Linked DNA regions of Zea mays: regions 2 and 3 are each linked to region 1. The links are chromatin contacts, called in public Hi-C and HiChIP or PLAC-seq maps. All regions are on one chromosome and are shown on one strand. Each heading gives the region's core, a stretch centred on a gene start, on an enhancer-like site or on the middle of the called end of the contact. The rest is flanking DNA. Distances are from core to core; before and after follow the strand shown. Region 1 holds the start of LOC103641779 (ATP-dependent DNA helicase Q-like 5). Region 2 holds the start of LOC100193582. Region 3 holds the start of LOC100382612.

The links. A called contact is a pair of places that touch in the nucleus more often than the background predicts. HiChIP or PLAC-seq counts read pairs in DNA pulled down with a chosen protein or histone mark.
Region 2: a contact with region 1 is called in an H3K4me3 HiChIP or PLAC-seq map of leaf, with 3 times the contacts expected there. The contact joins the promoter of LOC100193582 here to the promoter of LOC103641779 in region 1. A contact is called at or near these places in 1 of 25 Hi-C or Micro-C datasets (endosperm) and 1 of 3 datasets of contacts at active chromatin or transcription factors (leaf).
Region 3: a Hi-C map of tassel shows a contact between it and region 1, with 2.4 times the contacts expected there. The contact joins the promoter of LOC100382612 here to the promoter of LOC103641779 in region 1. A contact is called at or near these places in 3 of 25 Hi-C or Micro-C datasets (ear, leaf and tassel).

What each region holds. Positions count from the first base shown.
Region 1 is chr10:129,038,417-129,041,917 of Zm-B73-REFERENCE-NAM-5.0, forward strand. It overlaps LOC103641779 (ATP-dependent DNA helicase Q-like 5), which reads left to right and starts at 1,722. Exons shown (of 20, transcript XM_008665114.4): 1 at 1,722-2,854; 2 at 2,935-3,054; 3 at 3,140-3,193; 4 at 3,487-3,501. The coding sequence starts at 1,889.
Region 2 is chr10:128,799,866-128,803,366 of Zm-B73-REFERENCE-NAM-5.0, forward strand. LOC100193582 reads left to right here and starts at 1,875. Exons shown (of 2, transcript NM_001348933.1): 1 at 1,875-2,319. The coding sequence starts at 2,100.
Region 3 is chr10:128,846,178-128,849,678 of Zm-B73-REFERENCE-NAM-5.0, forward strand. It overlaps LOC100382612, which reads right to left and starts at 1,672. Exons shown (of 3, transcript NM_001366798.1): 1 at 1-1,672. The coding sequence starts at 882.

The sequences.
Region 1 (3,501 bases), core at 472-2,971:
AGGGCTATCATTTGGACCTTCCATAACCAGTGGGTAAAAAAGATCATGCATGCAATTTTCAGAAATTCTCTGAACCCACAAAAGGAGGGAGAAGAGAGGGTTTCAAAAAGATTAAAAGATAACAACAGATAGTTGAATCTCCTATGTAAGCAAAGAAACCATTACACGCACCAATGGCACATTTTGTGATTCAATATCTGTGTTCACGCCATTGAAATTCCTAGCCAATGGAATAACATGCTCACCCACTTTGCACCCTTGATCTCTCTGGACAAAAAGAAAAATATATATTAAAGCAAATCATGCTTTCAATGCCAGTCTTTGTAGCAACAATTCAACAGTAGTTACACAAATATTGTGATTGTTTTCACTAATTAGTTAAAGCATCGTATTAAAGCTAGAAAAATCATCGACAATCATAATTCAAGATCCTGATTTTCTTTTCATGAGCAAAGGAAATCATGAGAGTATGAAACTGAAACCCTTCAGAAAACTTAAGGAATAAAATAACTCCAGTTCTCCAGATGCATATGTGGAATCTTTACCTTTTTGTACAATAATCATTCCAGAGGGATCTAAACCATCTATATTCTCTTTTTCCTGTTGTAATTTGAACCTTTTCCAGCTTCCCAAAAAGTCAATCACACGTCATCAGTTGCGTCACGACGACGTCCACAGCCGTGGGATCCTCGGCACCGGTACTGGCCTGTGCATCCACCATGTCGCGCGATGGGGAATCTTTGCTGGAGCACAAATAGAGAAAGATGGCGACGTACGGCCCCGTCCCCCTCCGTCCCCGCCTGCAGCGACCTCCCGGCTGCCGTATCCTCCTTCGCCGACGCGTTCGTGGACTTTGCCGTGTCCGACATCTTCTTCCCGACCTTCCCCTCCTCCTCCTCGCTCCCTCCTCGCCCGAAGACTCCAACCACCTTCCTCCCTTCCCCATCCCGGCTCGTCGCCATCGGAGACCTCCACGGGGACCTGCCCAAGTCCCTCTCCGTGCTCCGCCTCGCCGGCCTTGTGCCCCCGTCTTGCACCCCGACTCCCCCTCCGCCTCCGGCCTCCTCATGGCCCGCGGGGCCCACCCTCGCCGTCCAGCTCGGCGACATCCTCAACCGCAGCGACGACGAGCTCCGCCTCCTATACCTACTCCACCGCCTCTCCCTCTCTGCCGAGACACGCGGAGGCGCGTTCCTCCCCATCCTCGGCAACCACGAGGTCATGAACGTCTCCGGCGACTTCCGCTTCGCCACGCCGCAGGGTTTCCACGACAGGGCGGTGTGTGGGGGGGTGCTGGCGTGCGCGGGATTCGCGGCGTGGGCTGCTGAGGCGGGCGTCGCGGGAGCGGCGGGTTGCTGGCGCACGGGCGTTGCAGGAGCGGGAGCAGTCTACACTGCCTCCTTAATAGTTAGTAGAGATTGTTTAAAAGTATATACTGAGTAAAAATCCGCGTGAAGACGTGGGTTTAAAATTGTGTATCCATGGGTACAATCATGGGCATGTTTAGTTAAACTCTACGCTAGGACTGTGGACGTGTTTTTGCCCCATCCGATCTAAACCTAATCCATTGCCATCCTATATTGATATAGGATCATGGGCAGGTTTAGTTAATCCACGGCGAAGAAAAAAATACATGCTGCCAAGTGCCAACTGGCAAGAAATGAAGAAACTGTCCTCTGGCAAGAAAAGCGGGAAAGGCGATGGGCTGGGCCGGCCAGGAGAGTCGCTCGATTCGCAGGCCAGGCAGATCGCGGTCAGATCCCCACTGCCTTGGCGGGAAGCCTATCAATCCTCACCCCAAATCCCCCGCTACTCCCCGCTCCGGCTCCGTTCACGACTACGGCGACGAGCACCACCCTCACCCCCAGCCCCACACCGCGCCACGCCGATGTACTCCCAACTCGTCGACGGGGACTCCGACTCCGAGGGATCCCTGATCTCCGACATCTCCGCCTCCCCGCCCCGCGGCCGTTCGCCCTCGCCCCCGCCCCCGCCCCCGCCGCCGCCCGAACACCGTCCCAACCCCAAGCACACCGCCACCGTGAAACCTAAGCCTCCCAAGTCCAAGGCGAAGCCCAAGCTTGCAGCATCCGCCTGCACCGCCGCTGTTTCGCCGCCTCCCCTCCCCTCCGCCGCGCTCTCCGACCCGCACGGTCTCGTCTCGCGCATCGCCGCTGCTCCCGCGCTTGTCACCGCCACCAGCACCGTCTCTTCCTCCTCCTTCCGCCGTCTCGTCCAGTCGCGCAACCCCTCCTTCGATCCCGCCGCCGCTTTCAGCGCTCCGACACCCGCACCCACTCTGGCGCCCACCGAGATAGCAACCGCAGCGACAGCGCAGTGCCCTGCGCCGGACGCGCCGCCGCAGACCAGGCCCAAGCGGGTGCATCCCAACTCGGTGTCGGAGGTGGTCCCGCCCGCGGCGGAGGCAGAGCAACCGAAGCGGCCGAGAGGGGGTGCCGAAGGAAACTTTGTGCGGCTCAACATCAATGGCTACGGTCGGAGGAGGACGTTCAGGAACGCGCAGGCCAGGCGCCCTACGAAATACCGCTCCTGGCGGCGGCAGCGACATGGCGGCGCAAAGCCTCAAGGCCGTGGTGACGAAGAAGGGGATTTTGTGGCTGAAGCTATGATAGAGCGGGAGAAGAAGAGGGCAGGAGGAGATGGTGGTGTCCTCGAGGCCGTCGAAGCAGCGCGAGAGGACCCGTCTGAGCAGAATCTTGAGAATTTGCTCAGAATTATCTATGGGTACAACTCTTTCCGCGAGGGGCAGCTTGAGGCAATTCAGAAGGTTGTTGCAGGAGAGTCAACTATGCTTGTGCTCCCTACTGGTGCGGGCAAGTCACTATGCTATCAGGTGTGGACGTGTGGTGAGAACTTTGAGATCTTCATTTTGGTAATGGCAGTTCTGAAAATGACGGTGATGCTATATTTTAGGTACCTGCTATGATTTTGCCTGGACTAACACTGGTGGTAAGCCCGCTACTCTCCTTAATGGTGGATCAACTGATGAAGCTACCTGCATTTTTGCCAGGTGGCTTTCTTGCAAGCAATCAGGTAAATATTATGCATACATATTCTTTTATGGGAACCCTAGCCATCCTTATTCTGATCGTTATTTTACACTGTCAAATTCTCTCAGACAAGCGATGAGTTTCATGAGACATTACAAAGGTTGCGTGGAGGGGAAATAAAGGTAAATTGGTCTGACTCCTACTTTTATGACTACTAATGTAGCACCCTCTGCCAATTTTAGTTACAGTAACTCAGCCCTGATGCTCCCCTAAACAGTGAGCAATGCTTTGATGAAAATATTCTTTGTGCTTCATATATTGAAAACTTCGCTAAAAAATTGAATCTATGATACACAGATTTCTCAATATATTGAAAATGAACCCAATCTGATCTTGTGCTTCATATATCCTTTGTGTTGATGATGTTTACACTAACATGTTTAGCTATGCTTAATTCCTTTCCATTTATGATCAGGTGCTTTTTGTTTCC
Region 2 (3,501 bases), core at 625-3,124, 240 kb before region 1:
ATGTCAATTCAGCCTTGTTCTTCTTCTTCTTGAAGTTGGTAGTTTTATTGGGCTTGTTAGATTTTGGCTTCCCTTTGCCCTTGTTGTGGTTCTTCTGAACCATGTTGGCGCTGGAGTGGCCCTCGCCTCCTTTAGATCCCGTGTCCTTAGCCCGAGCTTTCTCCTCAACATCCAGAGACGCTATCAGATTTTCAACTGATATCTCCTGTCTCTTATGTTTCAGAGCTGTGGCGAAGTTCCTCCATGTAGAAGGCAACTTTGCAATAATGCATCCGGCCACAAATCGGTCAGGAAGGACTATCTTAAGGTGGTCGAGCTCCTTGGCTATACACTGTATTTCATGAGCTTGCTCTACAATAGAGCGATTATCAACCATCTTATAATCATGAAAGCTCTCCATGATATACAGGTCACTGCCAGCATCTGATGCACCATACTTAGTAGTAAGTGCATCCCACAACTGTTTCCCGTCTGTGTACTGCATATTCGCATCAACGAGACGGTCAACAAGGGCGCTAAGAACGACTCCCGTGAACATAGTATTGGCATGGTCGTACTCTTTCTCCTGTTCAGGAGTCAGTGGACCCTCAGGTCTGCCTTTACTAACATGGAAGACATTCATAGCAGTAAGCCAGAGCGTGGCCTTGACTTGCCATCTCTTAAAGTGCATACCATTAAACTTTTCTGGCTTCAGCGCGTCGGCAAAAGCAGCCATAGAAAAACTAGGAAATTGTCTACAATAAGGTTTTTGGATTGTTGAATAATTAGACAAATTCCAAATTAAATTCCGAATATAAATCATGACCAAATCAGAAGAACTGAAATAAAAGCCAAATCAGATGATGCGTACTGATTAGACTTACTGATTGTTGGCGCGCGCCAGGATCAGCTGGGTCGACGAGGTCAGCAGATCACGAGCAGTCGCGTGAAGACGCTTCCCAAAAACCTTATTCGCCCTCTCCCGGTGCAGGATCTAGAAGACGAAGGGTTCCGGAGACCTGCTCTCCTGATCGCAGATGCACCTCTGCGGTCGGGACGAAGGGAACTAAAAGGCGGCTCAGCTATGAAGAGAGGCGAAAGCGAACTGGGATCTCGGATGATTTGGAGGCTGGCTGCCGGGCTCCTTTTATAGGGCCAAGTCCGCGACCCCCTGTGCTTATCCGCCCACGAAAATCTCGCAATCAGTTGAGATTTTATAGCGATCGGTTAGGATAAGCGTAACAGCCAAGAAACCAAAAAATCAAACGGCAAAAGGTAGCCGCGCCCCCGCAAGGCGAGGGGCCGGATTTCGGCGAACCATTCACGCGCATGTCGTGCGCCCGCGCCCTTCGCCCCGGCCCGGCCCGGCCAGGCGAGCGAGCGCGCGCGTGCGTGTGGCTCTCCACACACTCTCCTCTCATCCATGACTTGGTGAGTGAGTGTGGCTTCCATATTTAAGTTAGCTCTACTCCACAAGAGCTAGCAATATGGTGCTATTGGTTCCACCTATCCCTTTGCCATCAACTTATATGGGCTTTTGAGATTTTCCTGGGATTTATTTGAATAACTTAATTGGGCCAAGCCCATAAATCCTAACAGCAGCAACACCCAGCAAGGCCAAATTGCAGCCCCGACACAGATCATCATAGCATGGAGATGTACCTGGAGCCAGCGCCGAGCTTGGATGGAACCGAAGTCCAAAAAGCAATTGCATTTCTGATCTGACCTGACGACTGATCTGGTTTTTCATTTCACTAGAGACGACGGTGCTATGATCTGGTCGAGATCCTCCAGGATGCCGAGTGTGCACTAAGCACTATACTGTATCCTCCTCTCCTGCCGCCGCTCTCCCTATCTTGGGATTACTGTAGGTCTGTTTCTGGGAGACCCTTGAGCACACCCGAGCCGTCCAATTTACATCGGACGGTGCTGCGTGGCCGTCAGGGAAAAGGATTAGGGGACGGGGAGAGAACGAAACAAAACCCAAATATCTGGACGCACACACTGGGCCGCGCTGCTTCTCCGTCACGCTGAATCGTCGTCGCCGCCGGCCAGCCGCAGGAGCTCGCCGTCGCGCGTTTTTGAAGCTCTCCAGGAAAGGGGGCGCGCGCAGGCGCAGCATGAGAGCGGCCGTGAACACGCCACCTCCGCGCTGCTACTCGCGGCGGCGCGCCAGCGCCACGCTGCTGGAAGCGCGTTATGTGTTCGACCACGTGCCGCAGCGGCGCCTGCCGAGCCTGGCTGCGGAACTCCGCGCGCGGCCCGCGTCCGTGGCTGCCCGGAGGCCCGCGCGGCGCTCGGCCGCGTCTGCGGCTGCCCCCACCTGTGGCGCCGCTTCAGGTACTGAAATTGGATCGTGTTCTTGGTTTACCCCCTTCTTCTGCATGCGCTTGACTTTGGAGCTGCCTCGTTTGTGCACTGAAGATCGTCTGGTATTTGGCCAGTGGTAGCATATCATTGGAATGTTTGCATGTGTTGTTCAATGACCCTTTAGTTTGGTATTGGGGGTTTAGGACAGCGGTTTTGTTTGTGTCACACTAGGACAGTGGGTGTTCAAGAATGGGAGCAAGCTTAGTTCGCAACTAATAAAAAGTAGTTTGAAATGCTACCAATTACGTATTACTTAACCAGGCTACCCCAGAAGTCCATTGTCCGTTGAATCTTCCTTACCATTTGGATTGGATGGTAATTGTTTTTGGTTTGTGCGGCGCACCCCTTTATGTTTGGTTTTTGGGGTCCTGTTCCCCTGAAGAACTGGTCCAACACATGTTTTGGTTTTCTCCTTCAAATAAAACTTTCGGCAAAGCTTTTTGTTCCAAAAAGATTCGTAGCGGTGAGAGGTGTCTCACGAGTTCGAAGAGCCTCTCCTCCACATTTGTGGGGAAAGGCTTGCCTCGGTTTATTCCTTTCTCATACCCCATATGACATCTCGACCTGCGGGAGGTAAGACAGCCCCCGGGCATTGTATTAAGAAAAGACCTTCTCACACAGGTCGAAAAAACCCCTGAACCCTTGCCCCACCCATACACAGCGGCATCGAAGCCCATGTGAGAACGGCCACGACCGGGACTGGGCCTTAGACCTGTGCTTTGGCGTGGGACAGACGAGGAGATTTTTTTAACCACAGCCTAAAATTCGCTCCCACGGGGAGTCGAACCCACGACCTAAGGAGTGCTACTCAGACCAACTAACCAACTCAGCTAGAGGCCCTTTCGCTCATACCCCATATGACAACACTCTTGCTTGTTTCCTTTTACCCTTAACCCCCTGCAACTAAGAACTAACTGTTCTTACTGTTTTGGTAATCTCTAGCTGCTACCAATCCTGGAAATGGACTAATTAGCTCTTAGCCTTTATTCAATCATGTGATTTAGCTTTATAGGATTAAGAAATTTATGGACTCAACCACCACAACCATATGCTCTTGCATTAGAAACTTTTTGTTTCATTGTCATCTGTATTGCATCAAAATAGATTGGGAAAAATAGCATATATGATGGTTGACCTCGAATTGAAACTTGA
Region 3 (3,501 bases), core at 422-2,921, 190 kb before region 1:
ACTCTTTAAAACAGCTTTCAATCCCTGATCTGTGATGTTGTTACAGTGCATAAGACTCAGGCACTGCATAGAACCTGGGGACTTCTGTGTCAGGCACAGAAGATCAGCATCAGACATCTTCTTCCCCAAGCGCGAGTCAATATGGATGCACTTCCATAAAAAGGGTTCGTTCCGGACAGCTGAATGCAATGACTTGCACACCATCTCAACAGAGAGGATGTCACGTAAGCCAAGATAGCTCAGAACAAACACCATCGCTTCATGTGCATCATTTCCCTCCTGGACAGGAGCAACATCAACCATATCCCAGCATGCCAAAGCTGGGTTACAAGAGCTAGATGGGTCCTCCTCAACCATATTATCACAGCATGACAAAGCTGGGTGACAAGAGCTATATGGGTCCTCCATGACCCCAATAGAGTAGGACATACTAGGAGGCAACCGTGAAAACTGTTCCATGCCTCCAGCACCTGAGAGGCCTCCACACACAAAAGAATCCTCAAAACCACCAGTATAGGCACCACTCCATGGCTCCGGAGTGAGCATAAAAGCCTGGTTCAAGTAATAACTCAGGTCATCAGAGAAATCATCGTCATCACCGCTTCCAAAATGCCCAGCACCAGACATGAACGTGAGGTCCCCGATGCAACTGGCGATCGCAGCTGTGAACGTAGTTTCCAGGTTCATCCCAAAGGGGTCCGTGGGTAAGAGATCCACAGGATCCGCCTCCTTCATCTCCATCTCAGGCTCATTCCACCACAGTGAATTCACCCCGGAGGATGATACAGGAGAGGCCTCATCCGACCAGCACCCACAACCAAGCATCATGTTGGCACATTCATCGGTCACCAGGAGCGAGCGTGACGAGTAATTCAGCGCCATAACCTCCAACCTCCCTTCCACTACCTCTCTATATCTCTCGCTCTCTCTTTTTTTTCTCCCTCTCTATTTTCTTTTTTTCTTTTTTCTTTTGATTTTATCTACAGACGACGATAGAACACGCGGCCCTAGATCTTCTCAAGAGAAGAACCCTCTATTCCTGGTCCGGGCCGATCAAAAAAACACAATCCCTAGGACCAAAAACTTCACGGAGCAGTCTCGATCACGGAGCCCAATCCAATAGCAGAGAAGGTAGACGTCCAGACGTCCCCCTCCTAAAAAAAACGAATCCCCTCTACCAATACACCCCCAAATCTAATCAGCCGACATCACCAATACCACTCAGCCTGGATAATCACGCCCAAATCGGCAGAAACAATTAGCACCAATACAAACACTCCTCAGATCCCAGCAACAGTAACAGTGAGAAAGGGAAACCAGAAATCCCCAAACCGGTACGGCGAGGCTTCTCGAGGCTCGGTGGCGATTGGCGAATCGGGCTGCAGGCAGATGCAGAGCTCCGAATGCGGCGGCGGTAGGACGGGTGGTGCTGGGATTGGAGTGGAGACGGTGGCGCGCGCAAACCCTACGCGAGAGGCAGGCTATGAGGAGAAGGTTGTGGTGGTGTGCAGAGGGGGGTGGCGTGGGGGTTCCGCAAAAATCTCGAAGCCTCCTCTTCCTTCCTGGCTGCCGTCCCCTTTGGTCTCTCTTCCGCGCCGCGCGGGGGGAGCGGAGGAGAAGGAGGGGTTGAGAAGGGACGAGAGCGCGTGGCGGCCTCTGCTCTGGTGGGGGCAGCGGCTGGCTAGGCTTAGTTTCGCCTTTTAATTTGCGTTTTTCTCCCGTCCGGAACGGGATTTTCTCAAAATACAACGAACGAACTTGCGGGTTTGCGCCGTTGGGATAACGGTGGGGCTGGCTGAGGCGGAGTGCGCAAGGCGATGGTTGGAATGCTGCGCCGTTTTGGCGGCGTTCAGTTTCACTCAGATTCTAAGATCGTAGGATTTTGTTTTAGATAAGTGTTACCTCTGCATTATCTAAAATCTGTTGAAACCAAACATGACCTTTACTATTTGGAAACTCACTGAACATGAAAAAACAATAAAAACCGGAAAGACGCCATATCCGCGTGAGATGGAGTGGTACGTAAAATGGTGCAAACGAACATTTGTGGAAGCAAGAATATTCTTCCATATAAAAAATTAGTCAGTTGCTCTGATTTGCTACTATTGTTATATATCAAATAAATAGATATTGATATATTTATTTAAATATAATTATTGTTCATTTGTAAACACTAAGATATGTGTTGTCTAGTGGTTAGCCCTAAATTTTATGAACATTGAGCGTGGGGGTGAGTGCTAGGTAGACGCAGTAGCTGCACGAGCCCTGAGGTCCATAGAAAGCGTTGATGTGAGGTCCATAGGGTACGACGCGCGATGCGGGGCGTCTGGAGTGGGCCCAGAGTGTCGGCACTGAGGATTAAGATTTTAATAGAATAGTATAAATTATAGCATCTTCGGTAGTTTCCAGCAAAATATAAGCCTCCTTTTGAATGCGAGAATTTCATAGAAATTATATGAAAATTTCACATGAATCAATTTACTTTCACAGAAAAACACATGAAAACAGAAAAACTTCCCTCAATCCAAAAGAGGCCATATACGATAAATCAATGAGTTCTCTAAGTGCCTATAAAATATTGAAATCACATTTCTTCGGTTCGAACAACTTTCAAAAACTTGTTTCTAAAATATAGCAAGTATTTTGTATTAAAATTTTCGAATGGTTATAAAACACACCAAATAATTTTGTATCTTTACTCTCGTAGAGTAATTCCAATAGTTATGTATAATTGTACTTCCTAAATGCTAGATTTAGCAAATCCTCAAATAATATAGGAAGAAAAAAAAACTCATCTCCTCCTCTCTATATATTAGAGTCTAAATATATTAAAACTTATCATGCCACCAGTTTGATTGGGACCACTTTTTTACTTTTGTTTTCATCTCTCTTTCGTATATCGATCTCAAAATTTTGACATGACAGATTCAACCTGGTGAGCTGTGTTGGTTTTTTATTTGCTACAACAATTATTTATTCGATAATTTCCGACGTGTGCATGTACGATTGTTGTATTGTCAATTATTTAATCTCAAGATGACTAGTTGCCACAATTGTATATCGGTGGTCGGCGTATAAGCCCCTTCTAATATATCTTTACTACAAAGTGAAAAAAATACCAAAATAAATAAGTAACATAAGTTTTTGTTTAGGGAGTTGCTAAATAGTTGCTAGATGTAGAGGAAGAATGAGGTTAAATGAGAAGTAGCTAAATTTTAAATAAAAGCATATATAGAGATGTTGAGGATGAGTTTTTAGATTAGCTGTCTAAATTGTTGATTTAGAAATTGTTTTAGAGAACTACTCAAGTTGATCTTATGCATTTGCATTGAAAAAACTCTGTTACTCCTTATTCTTTTCATGTTATGGTACCTCCAAACCGGTGAATCGATAGGTACACGGATATTTCCATGCGATTAGTTTGGTTTTCCAAGTGCATTAAACTGGAAGTTAAAATAAGAAGTGGTGGAAGAGAAGTTATACTTAATCTTACAAAAAATA